3 separate regions of the Mus musculus genome follow, and all the other regions are linked to region 1. Evidence: chromatin contacts called from public Hi-C data. All regions are on one chromosome and are shown on one strand. The core of a region is the stretch at or near the end of the contact, and the rest is flanking DNA. Distances in the headings are between cores, read along the strand shown. Region 1 holds the start of Tulp3 (tubby-like protein 3). Region 2 holds the start of Pex5 (peroxisomal biogenesis factor 5). Region 3 holds the start of Grcc10 (gene rich cluster, C10 gene).

Region 1 (2,935 bases), core at 164-2,663:
CGACTGGAGAAAATCAAGAGAGAGCTCTGGTTTTTAATGGTTGACAGCCTTGGCTCAAAGGGTCCCAAGCCAGGCCTGTGTTGGTGAATACGATGGGGTCAGAGAGCTAGGGGACGGATGAGTACTTTAGGTTTGTGTTTTGAGATGTGTTTACAGTGGAAGAAATATGACGCTATCACATGTGGTGGAGAAATGGATTCCTATCAGTAACTTATCCTATGTGTACATAAAGTGGAAGCTCACACTCTAGTGTGGGTAGTGTGGATGTGCCTGTCTCAGTGGTCCTCTTACTCATTCAAATAGCATCTCTTTCAACCCTACTCATTTAGCACTAGCCCTTTCTAGACCAAGCAGAGCTTATGAGTGAAGATTTGTAGCACACACACACACACACACACAAAGGAGCAATCCAGAGTCCCACAGGGAGAGGGGCTAAGTGAGTGCAATGCTTTCCTAGCCTATGTGTGCAGGTATCATATTCCCTAGTTTTCAAAAATTAATTTCTGGGACCTGGAGAGGTGGCTCAGCAGTTATGAGCCCTGGATGCCCGGAGGCGCGAGTTCTATTCCCAGCACCCACATGGTGACTCACAACCATCTGTAACTCCAGTTCCGGGGTATCTGACAGCCTTGGGCACCAGGGATGCATATGATATGCAGACATACACATAGGTGAAACATACACATAATAGCCTAGGGCACGATGGCACATGCCTTTAATTCTAGCACTAGGGTGACAGAGGCAGTAGGATCTCAGAGTTCCAGACCAACCGAGGATAGTATAGTGAAATCCTGTCTCAAAATAAATACATTATTTTTTAAGTGAATTTTTGGATTCAACATCAGTGTGACTTTGGCCTTACTAATTAAGTTTATATGCTATAGTTCTGGTCATAAAGTCCTATAGGGACCAAAGCCACAAAGGCATTGATGGCTGGAGGCATGATTTACTGCAGAGAGGACAGCTTAGCTGCTACCCTCACTAAATAAGGACATTTGCTGAAGGTCCCCAGGTAGGGATCCCTCAGTCGGGCTTTGGGCAAAGGCTGGTTTGGGAGGCTGAAGGCCTCGGCTATCCCAGAGTCGGTGGTCAGATGCTGAGGCTTCAGGTGATAAAGAGTAGAAAACCCAAGGCAGCAGCCTGGATGTTCTCGGTGCCACAGAGGGGTGCTGGGGATCGCTCTGTGGGGGCCAGTCCCGGAGCGGTGGAATGGAGCAGCAGACTCTTCCGACCCAACCCCGGGGGGCTGCTCCCGGATCTAGCGCACGCGCCTTCGCCTCCCGGTGCCTCCCGCCCCCTGGAAACCCTCCAGCATCATGGCTAACGCCATTTGCCAGTGAGAGGGGAGCGTAGGGCACTGGACCAATGGGCGTCGGCGACAGTGCGGGGTGTGGTTGTCAGGGGCGGGGCCCGATCTCCTCCATCCTCTCCAGCCGGGCGGCGGCGTCTCGGGGTCTGGACGCTGATGCCACCGGTCGGGCGGGTATGGAGGCGGCGCGCTGCGCACCCGGACCCCGCGGGGACAGGTCAGGCGGCGGTGGGGCGGGCTGGGGTCTCCAGGGTGGGCGGGCAAGAGCGGAGGCCAAGATCGGGTCCCCAGCTGAGCAGGCGCTTTGCACACCCCGCGTCGCCAGAGCGCTCTCGCGTCTCTTTCCTGGAATTTACCCCGAACCTGCTCACCCTACTCCCCAAGGGCCTCCGATTCCCTCATTTGCAATGCGCTGTGCATCCCGTGCCGCCAGCACTCTTGAGCCGCTCCCCTGGAGTTTACCCTGGACCAGCTCGCCCTGCTCCCCTGGGGTCTCGATTCCCTTACTTGCAATGCGTTCGCCCTCCCCCATGTCTTTCACGAGTAGGATCAGAACTGAGCTGGAAGGAGGGCACTCTTGGGAGTCGACGCGGAAGGTCGCGAGTGATGGTTAATTGGTTCCAAGGCCGTTGCATTTGGCAGTCATTGCGGAATTCTGGAACGAGTCCGAGAGCTGAAAATGCAAAACTGTTCTTTTCTTCTTTCTTCCTTCCCCTGAGTTCTAGCAGTTCTTTCAATCAGGACTTAGTTTAGACTGATCCGTACTCTTGCTCGTGCCCCTGGCTTTTCTACCAATACCCCTCTTTTTGCCTGGTTCACATGGTGAGCTTGGAAAGACAAACGGGCTGCAATCTCAGCCTGTTCATTTCTTGTCAGCTAGGCTAACGAAAAGTTAATGGGGGGCCGTGTGAAATCACTGGCTCAAAACTTTGGCATGGTGTGAGGATTAAAATCAAACACGCCAACTACATTCTTCCTTTACCATTCCATTACCACAGCGATAAAGGCTTGGCGTGTTAGGATTTGGTCTGACGTTTAAACTGGTTTTTAACTGATCCGAAACCATATTTTACAAAGTTATAAAGACGGAATAGCGACCCCCCCACCCCCCGTGGGTCCCATCCAGACTAGGCTTCCCTGAAACTTAATAATAAGTTAATAAGGAGGACTTTGAACATTTGCCCCCTACCTCTGCCTCCCAAGGCGTCACCTGTTTTAATCTTTCATCAACTAAATTCTATAAACATGATAGCTGCTCTCTGAAATTTGTTTACAACTTCTCCATTTTGGGAACCGAAGATCCATTTACAAGGGTAAGGTCGGGGTAGGAAAGTTAGAATTCAGCGTGTATCCGGTTGAAATCAAATGATATCGCGTTCAGTTGAGGGATTTAGTTGTTAACGAAATGATTTTTAGAGAAGTAAATTTCTTAGGGATGTGATTTTATTTTTATTTTATTTTTTGAGATAGGTCTTATGAAGCAAGACTGAAACTCGATATTCAAACCAGGTTAGCCTCAAACTCATACAGACCCATCTGACTCTGCCTTCCATGACTCATGATTTTAGGGAACAAGGACTTGACTTTGAAACTGGGACCAGCTGGCAGGTTTTTGTTTTGTTTTGT
Region 2 (2,935 bases), core at 142-2,641, 3.9 Mb after region 1:
TAGCAGAGTAGGAGGTTATGTGTGTGATGCGTTTTGAATGCTTCTGGGAGATGCTCTCCCATTTCCCCATGACCAGAAATTCAAACCATCATATGCTTTCCTTAAACACTGCTTTCTCCAGAGATTCTCCTGTTTTAACATATTCATCTTCCAAGATGGCATCCTTTCCTCCTTGGTGTGGTTTAGTTTATTCGTTGCTAGGTGTTTTTTTCTTTACAATGGCAGCCTGGAAACAGTGGACAGGGATGAAATTTGTGGTCAAGGAGAATGGGTGTATGTGTGTGTGTTAGGGCCTCTGAAAGATACTGACAGTGTACTAAAGACAGAAACATTGCACAATATTCTGCCTTGTTCAACCACTGCAGTTATAAGGGCAATTTCTATTTTCCCAGGGACGAATTTACACTGCCTGTGTTCCCTGAGGAAGGCTACCTTTGAAATCATCAGGGCAGCAAAGAACCAAGCCTGCCCCAGGGCGCCACCTACAGACTACCTGCTTCTCCCGCACCCCGGGTTGGGACGTACGTCAGGCCTTTCTAGAACCAGTTTCCTCCTAGCCCACCTACCAGCACTCTGAACCCCTCCCCTTCTCAGGACGTCAAGGAGTCCGTCGGTCTTGGACCTAGGTGAGCTATCAAGGTTTGCTTTCCAGTGTGACCTTGAGGTCTGGCACCCGAGCCATTTCTCTGGCAGATGGTGGAGCCTGAGGCTTAGGTTCATATTCCCTGATCAAAGGTATTCCTTGCCACGTTTCCCCAACTTGGAGCTGCAGGGAATCAGGCCATCGTGACCTTGACCAGTAGGAAAGAGGAGAGAGGAGTGACTCACAGCACTCTCCCCATCCATTACAGGATTGAGGTCTCAAAATGCGTTGGACCCTATTTTAGTCACCAGAATTTGTCATCATCCGGAGCTATTTTCTTCATTACGCAGAGATGGTAGAGGCAGGCCCCTGTCTCCTTGGAGGCTGTGACGCTGTCCTGAAGGAGCGTCTGTTGGAAGGGGGGTCAGGCCTAGGAGGCCGAAGCAGGTCATAGATTTGACCTCCGAAATCTCCCGGGCTCAGTTTGGGCGATTTAGAGGTGCAGGAGAACCAGGAAAGAGAGCTGAACCGTGGAACCTGAAACCTTGGTTTTTCTCCAAAGCCAGAGAGGCCTCTTCTAGCTCCAGTCCTCTGAGTTTTCCACTAATAAATCCTGGCGTTCTAGGGACTACTGCAGGTTTCCCCAATCCAACTGTCCAGGACTGTCTCCTTTAAGGATCTCGGCTCCGCCCATCACGCTGCGCAAGCTTGAGGCCCCGCCCCTTTACCCGTTTCCGTTGAGCTGGGCCGCAGCGCCGCCGTCCCGGCCCCTTTAAGGCCGAGTCCCGCCCCCTTGCTCCCGCCCCCTCCCTTCCCCCAGCCCACTCCGGGTGCCTCGGCCGGTCGGACGGTGCGGCCCGCGACGGCGAGCATTGGAGCCTGGGGGCGCGGGGTCGAGGCCCGTAAGTCCCCGCCGCTGCGGTGGCCTCGTGGGACGGGGTCGAGGCTGGGGCGACGGGGCTGGGGGCGCGGGGCGCTGGGCGGGGACGGGCGCGGCCGGGGAGGGGGCTCAGGTGACACGAGCTGGGATCGGGACCCGCAGCTGGCGCCTGACCGGGGGTGTGGGTCCCGGTGTACGGTGGAAGGCGTCCCCGCTGTCCCTCGTCAGGTTAGAGTTCGGGTCTAGCCGTGTTTATGATGCGCTCCCCGTGCTCCCCAGGGGTCCAGGCCCTTTTGTAGAGCTGCTGTTGGCGGGTGGTGTCTGAGCTGCCGTCCGCTGGAGGGGAAGCCCGAGCCGAAAGCAGCGTTTCGAGTGGGAAGGCAGGACACAGCCTCCTCTTGGACTCCAGACACACCTCGGGGGGTGGCCCCGGGGGCCTGGCCCTTGTGGAGCCGTCGTGGGCCCATCTGCTCTAGATAGGGCCTGAGGCGTGCGTTGGGAAAGTCTGGCTTCCCGACCACAGTTCTAATCTTCTGTCCATCAGGGAAGCTGCTGGTCACCATGGCAATGCGGGAGCTGGTGGAGGGCGAATGTGGGGGTGCCAACCCGCTGATGAAGCTGGCCACCCATTTCACCCAGGACAAGGCCCTTCGGCAGGAGGGACTGAGGCCTGGCCCCTGGCCTCCGGGAGCCTCAGCAGCAGAGACCGTGAGTGTTCTAGGAGAGCCTATTTCTTCCACCTGACAGCTGCTTTCTCTGTGTTAAAGTAATAGCAGTCACCATTCAGTAACACTGGAGTGAGCCTTGTGCGGCTTTACACAGACAAGGACTACTATTTTATAGACAAAGAAGCTGAGGCTTTGTGAAGGCTCTTGACTTGCCTCAGGCCACCTAAGCAGTAGAGTTAGAGTTGGGTTGTAGCCTGCTATTGTCTCTTTCCTTCTTATCTTAGGTTTCCAAGCCTTTGGGAGTAGGAACTGAAGACGAGGTAAACAGAGCAAGTTTCTTTTCTGTCTTTTTTTTTTTTTGGGGGGGGGGGTTGTGGTGATTTTTTTTTTTTTTTAAATCAGTCCACTCATACTTCAGTCTTTGAACTCTCTTTACCAAATGAGATTGCCTGCCAATGTTTTCGTCTACTTTTTGGGGTATTTTTCTGGTTTCCAAATTTACAGATAGATTTTTTTTTTTCTTTATTTATCTCCAGTTTTCGTTTCTCTGTCCAACATCAGTGGGCCCTGCCTCTGGCTGAGGCCCTCTGATCCTAATGTTCATCCGACCATCTCTCTGTAATAGTTGGTGTCAGAATTCCTGCAGGACCAGAATGCAACTCTTGTATCCCGAGCCCCTCAGACCTTCAAGATGGATGACCTCCTGGCAGAGATGCAGGAGATTGAACAGTCAAACTTTCGCCAGGCTCCTCAGAGAGGTGGGTTCAGGGCCTGGTAAGACGGGAAGAGGCCAGAGGGCTTCCA
Region 3 (2,935 bases), core at 114-2,613, 3.6 Mb after region 1:
GGGTTTTCTTATGGAAACTTAGGAGTTGGACAAGGCTCTTTTTTATTACTCATTTATTTTACAAGAGTCTTCATGCATACCAGAAGAGAATATCAAATCCCATTACAGATGGTTGTGAGCCACCAAGTGGTTGCTGGGAATTGAACTCAGGACACCTGGAAGAGCAGTCTGTGCTCTTAACCCCCTGAGCCATCTCTTTAACCTGACAAGGCTCTTCTTGATCTTGGATGCTCAGCTATACTTATGGGGTGCCCTGTCCTAGACCTTTAGATTGGGGAGTTCAGGCTCCTGAGGCCGTTCAGAGCAAGAATAGGCGCACAGCAAGCATAAGCAAATCTAAGACCTACTCAGCCCTTGGAAGTACATCACTGACATAATGTGCCACCAGAGTGCTCCAGAGACAGTTTCAGAGATCTGAATCCCTTCTCAGCATAGTTTATGATTTGAAACAGTTAAAGGTGTATAACATGGAGGCCAATAAGATTAGTATTTGTAAAAGATTTACTAATAGTTAGGTGTATGAGCTCATGTCTGCGCTTATGAATGCAAGGCCTCAAAAGAGACCAGAAGCTGTTGGGTCCCTGTAGCTTGGAGTTAGGGCAGTTAGGAATTGCCAAGCAGGGTGAGCCATCTTTGCAACCCCTCTATTTTTAATGAAGCAGGGCCATGGAGCCCAAGCTGGCCTTGAACTTCTCAGCTTTTGTGCTGGTATCACAGAAATGTGGCGCTATGCCCGGTCGGGCCTGATGTTCCAGAGTCTTTGCAGTGTGGGGAACTTGTAAGGATGAGACTACAAGACATCGGGCCACATCGCCTGCCACTACTTAAGTCCGATTCACTTCGGCTTTAGCTCCAAGCCTTTAATCTCGCGAAGCTCTTTTTTTTTTTTTAACAACATAGGAGCTGTGATTGGCTGTTTTCAGCCAATCAGCACTGACTCATTTGCATAGCCTTTACAAGCGGTCACAAACTCAAGAAACGAGCGGTTTTAATAGTCTTTTAGAATATTGTTTATCGAACCGAATAAGGAACTGTGCTTTGTGATTCACATATCAGTGGAGGGGTGTGGAAATGGCACCTTGATCTCACCCTCATCGAAAGTGGAGTTGATGTCCTTCCCTGGCTCGCTACAGACGCACTTCCGCAAGTGTTACAGCTCTTTTAGAATTTGTCTAGCAGGTTTTCTGACTTCGGTCGGAAAACCCCTCCCAATTTCACTGGTCTACAATGAAAGCAAAACAGTTCTCTTCCCCGCTCCCCGGTGTGTGAGAGGGGCTTTGATCCTTCTCTGGTTTCCTAGGAAACGCGTATGTGCTAGAGCCACGCTCTGAGACTTCCGCCTCGTGCGGTCCCGCTTCCTTTCTGCCTCCTCTGGCCTGCATCCGTGGGGGAGGTGGCTGGCTGCAGGGTTCTCCGGATCTCTTCTGTGTTCCCACTACTCAAGCACCGAGTGGCGTTCTATGGCGTCCGCCTCGGCTCAGCCCGCGGCCCTGAGCGCGGAGCAGGCCAAGGGTGAGGAAAGAGCCTAGTCTGGGTGTGGGCCGTCTTCTGGGGGGAGGGCGCGATACTATTCTTTGCCTCTCCAAGTGGGGCCCTTGCCCATTAGGGCGAAGGGTTGGGAGGACAAGCTTATCGGGTTGCTTGCAGGCCTCGGCCCACTAATTCCCTGCCTCTTCCCTCCTCTGGGCTCGCCCGCCGTCCTCCGCGGACCTCTCTGGGATGCTTCCGTCTCGCAGTGGTCCTGGCGGAGGTGATTCAAGCGTTCTCGGCCCCAGAGAATGCCGTGCGCATGGACGAGGCTAGAGACAATGCGTGCAACGATATGGGCAAGATGCTGCAATTTGTGCTGCCCGTAGCCACACAGATCCAACAAGAGGTTATTAAAGCCTATGGCTTCAGCTGCGACGGGGAAGGTGGGTCCCACAGGGCTTGGCAAAGGAATGGACTGGGGGTGGGACGCATGATGATGCCCCCCCCCCCCCCCGATCGATCTTTTTCTCGCCACAGGGCGGCAGTCACATCAAACATTGCCACTCACAGTTCAGGGACTAGACTTAAGCCCCGCCTGAAAAGTTATGGCTCTTGAAGCCAGGCATGGCCACAGTGGCCTTTCATCCCAGCATTTGAGAAGCAGAGGCAGGCAGGTCTCTGAGTTCAAGGCCAGCCTGGTATGTAGGGTGAGGAGTTCCAGGGTAGCCATGGCTATACAAAGAAAACCCTGTCTTGAAAAAACAAAAACCCACCAAACAAAAGTTCTGGCTCTAGAGTCCAAAGCCCTACATAGGCAAGTGTTTCTCCATGGCCCTCGAACTTCCCAGCTCTCCCCGAGTCAGGATCGCAGTAAGTTGCCCAGAATGGCCTTGAACCAGAGACCCACCTTTCTCAGCCTTTTGAGTAAGTGACAGGCTTGAGTCACTGGGCCCAGCTCTAACCTGAACTCTCTCGTGTACCTGAACTCTTTCTTGTCTGCCTTTTGGCTAATAGGTTTGGTGTGGCAGGTTGAGCCCTCTCTTCCCAAGGACAGTTGTTTATTAATTTTGTGTTTGTTTGTTTGTTTGTTTGTTTGTTAGCTAGCCAGGACTACCAGGGAGTCTCTTTCAAATCAGGCTGCTTGAGGCTAAGCTGCTGAACGTGGTTCACCCGAGACTGAAAACATAATGCTTTTTAATTTTTTGTTTGTTTGTTTGAGACAGGGTTTCTCTGTGTAGCCCTGGCTATCTTGGAACTCAATCTGTAGACCAGGCAGGCCTCGAACTCAAGAGACCCACCTACCTCTGCCTCCCGAGTGCTGGGATTAAGGGCAGGCCCAGCTGTTTTAGGGCTTTTTTATATTGCATCCAGTTGTGCCTAGTGAAAACCGGGGCGGGGTTGGTTGAAGCCATGCAGGACATGGGGGTGAATTGTCCTCTATTGCAGATGGCTGCCTGACGAAAGG

The links. A called contact is a pair of places that touch in the nucleus more often than the background predicts.
Region 2: a contact with region 1 is called in a Hi-C map of CD8 T cells, with 6 times the contacts expected there. The contact joins the promoter of Pex5 here to the promoter of Tulp3 in region 1. A contact is called at or near these places in 1 of 39 promoter capture datasets (pre-B cells) and 1 of 484 Hi-C or Micro-C datasets (CD8 T cells).
Region 3: a Hi-C map of B cells shows a contact between it and region 1, with 6 read pairs. The contact joins the promoter of Grcc10 here to the promoter of Tulp3 in region 1.

The regions. Positions count from the first base shown.
Region 1 is chr6:128,354,329-128,357,263 of GRCm38.p6, reverse strand. Tulp3 (tubby-like protein 3) reads left to right here and starts at 1,413. Exons shown (of 11, transcript NM_011657.2): 1 at 1,413-1,526. The coding sequence starts at 1,486. It overlaps Rhno1 (RAD9-HUS1-RAD1 interacting nuclear orphan 1), which reads left to right. Exons shown (of 3, transcript NM_001326585.1): 3 at 1-264.
Region 2 is chr6:124,413,523-124,416,457 of GRCm38.p6, reverse strand. Pex5 (peroxisomal biogenesis factor 5) reads left to right here and starts at 1,391. Exons shown (of 16, transcript NM_001277805.1): 1 at 1,391-1,485; 2 at 2,008-2,171; 3 at 2,416-2,451; 4 at 2,757-2,889. The coding sequence starts at 2,025. D830015G05Rik (a long non-coding RNA gene) reads right to left here and starts at 1,386. Exons shown (of 4, transcript XR_378022.4): 1 at 567-1,386.
Region 3 is chr6:124,739,497-124,742,431 of GRCm38.p6, reverse strand. It overlaps Grcc10 (gene rich cluster, C10 gene), which reads left to right and starts at 1,363. Exons shown (of 3, transcript NM_013535.2): 1 at 1,363-1,512; 2 at 1,737-1,913. The coding sequence starts at 1,461. It overlaps Rnu7 (U7 small nuclear RNA), which reads left to right and starts at 1,146; the gene lies at 1,146-1,207.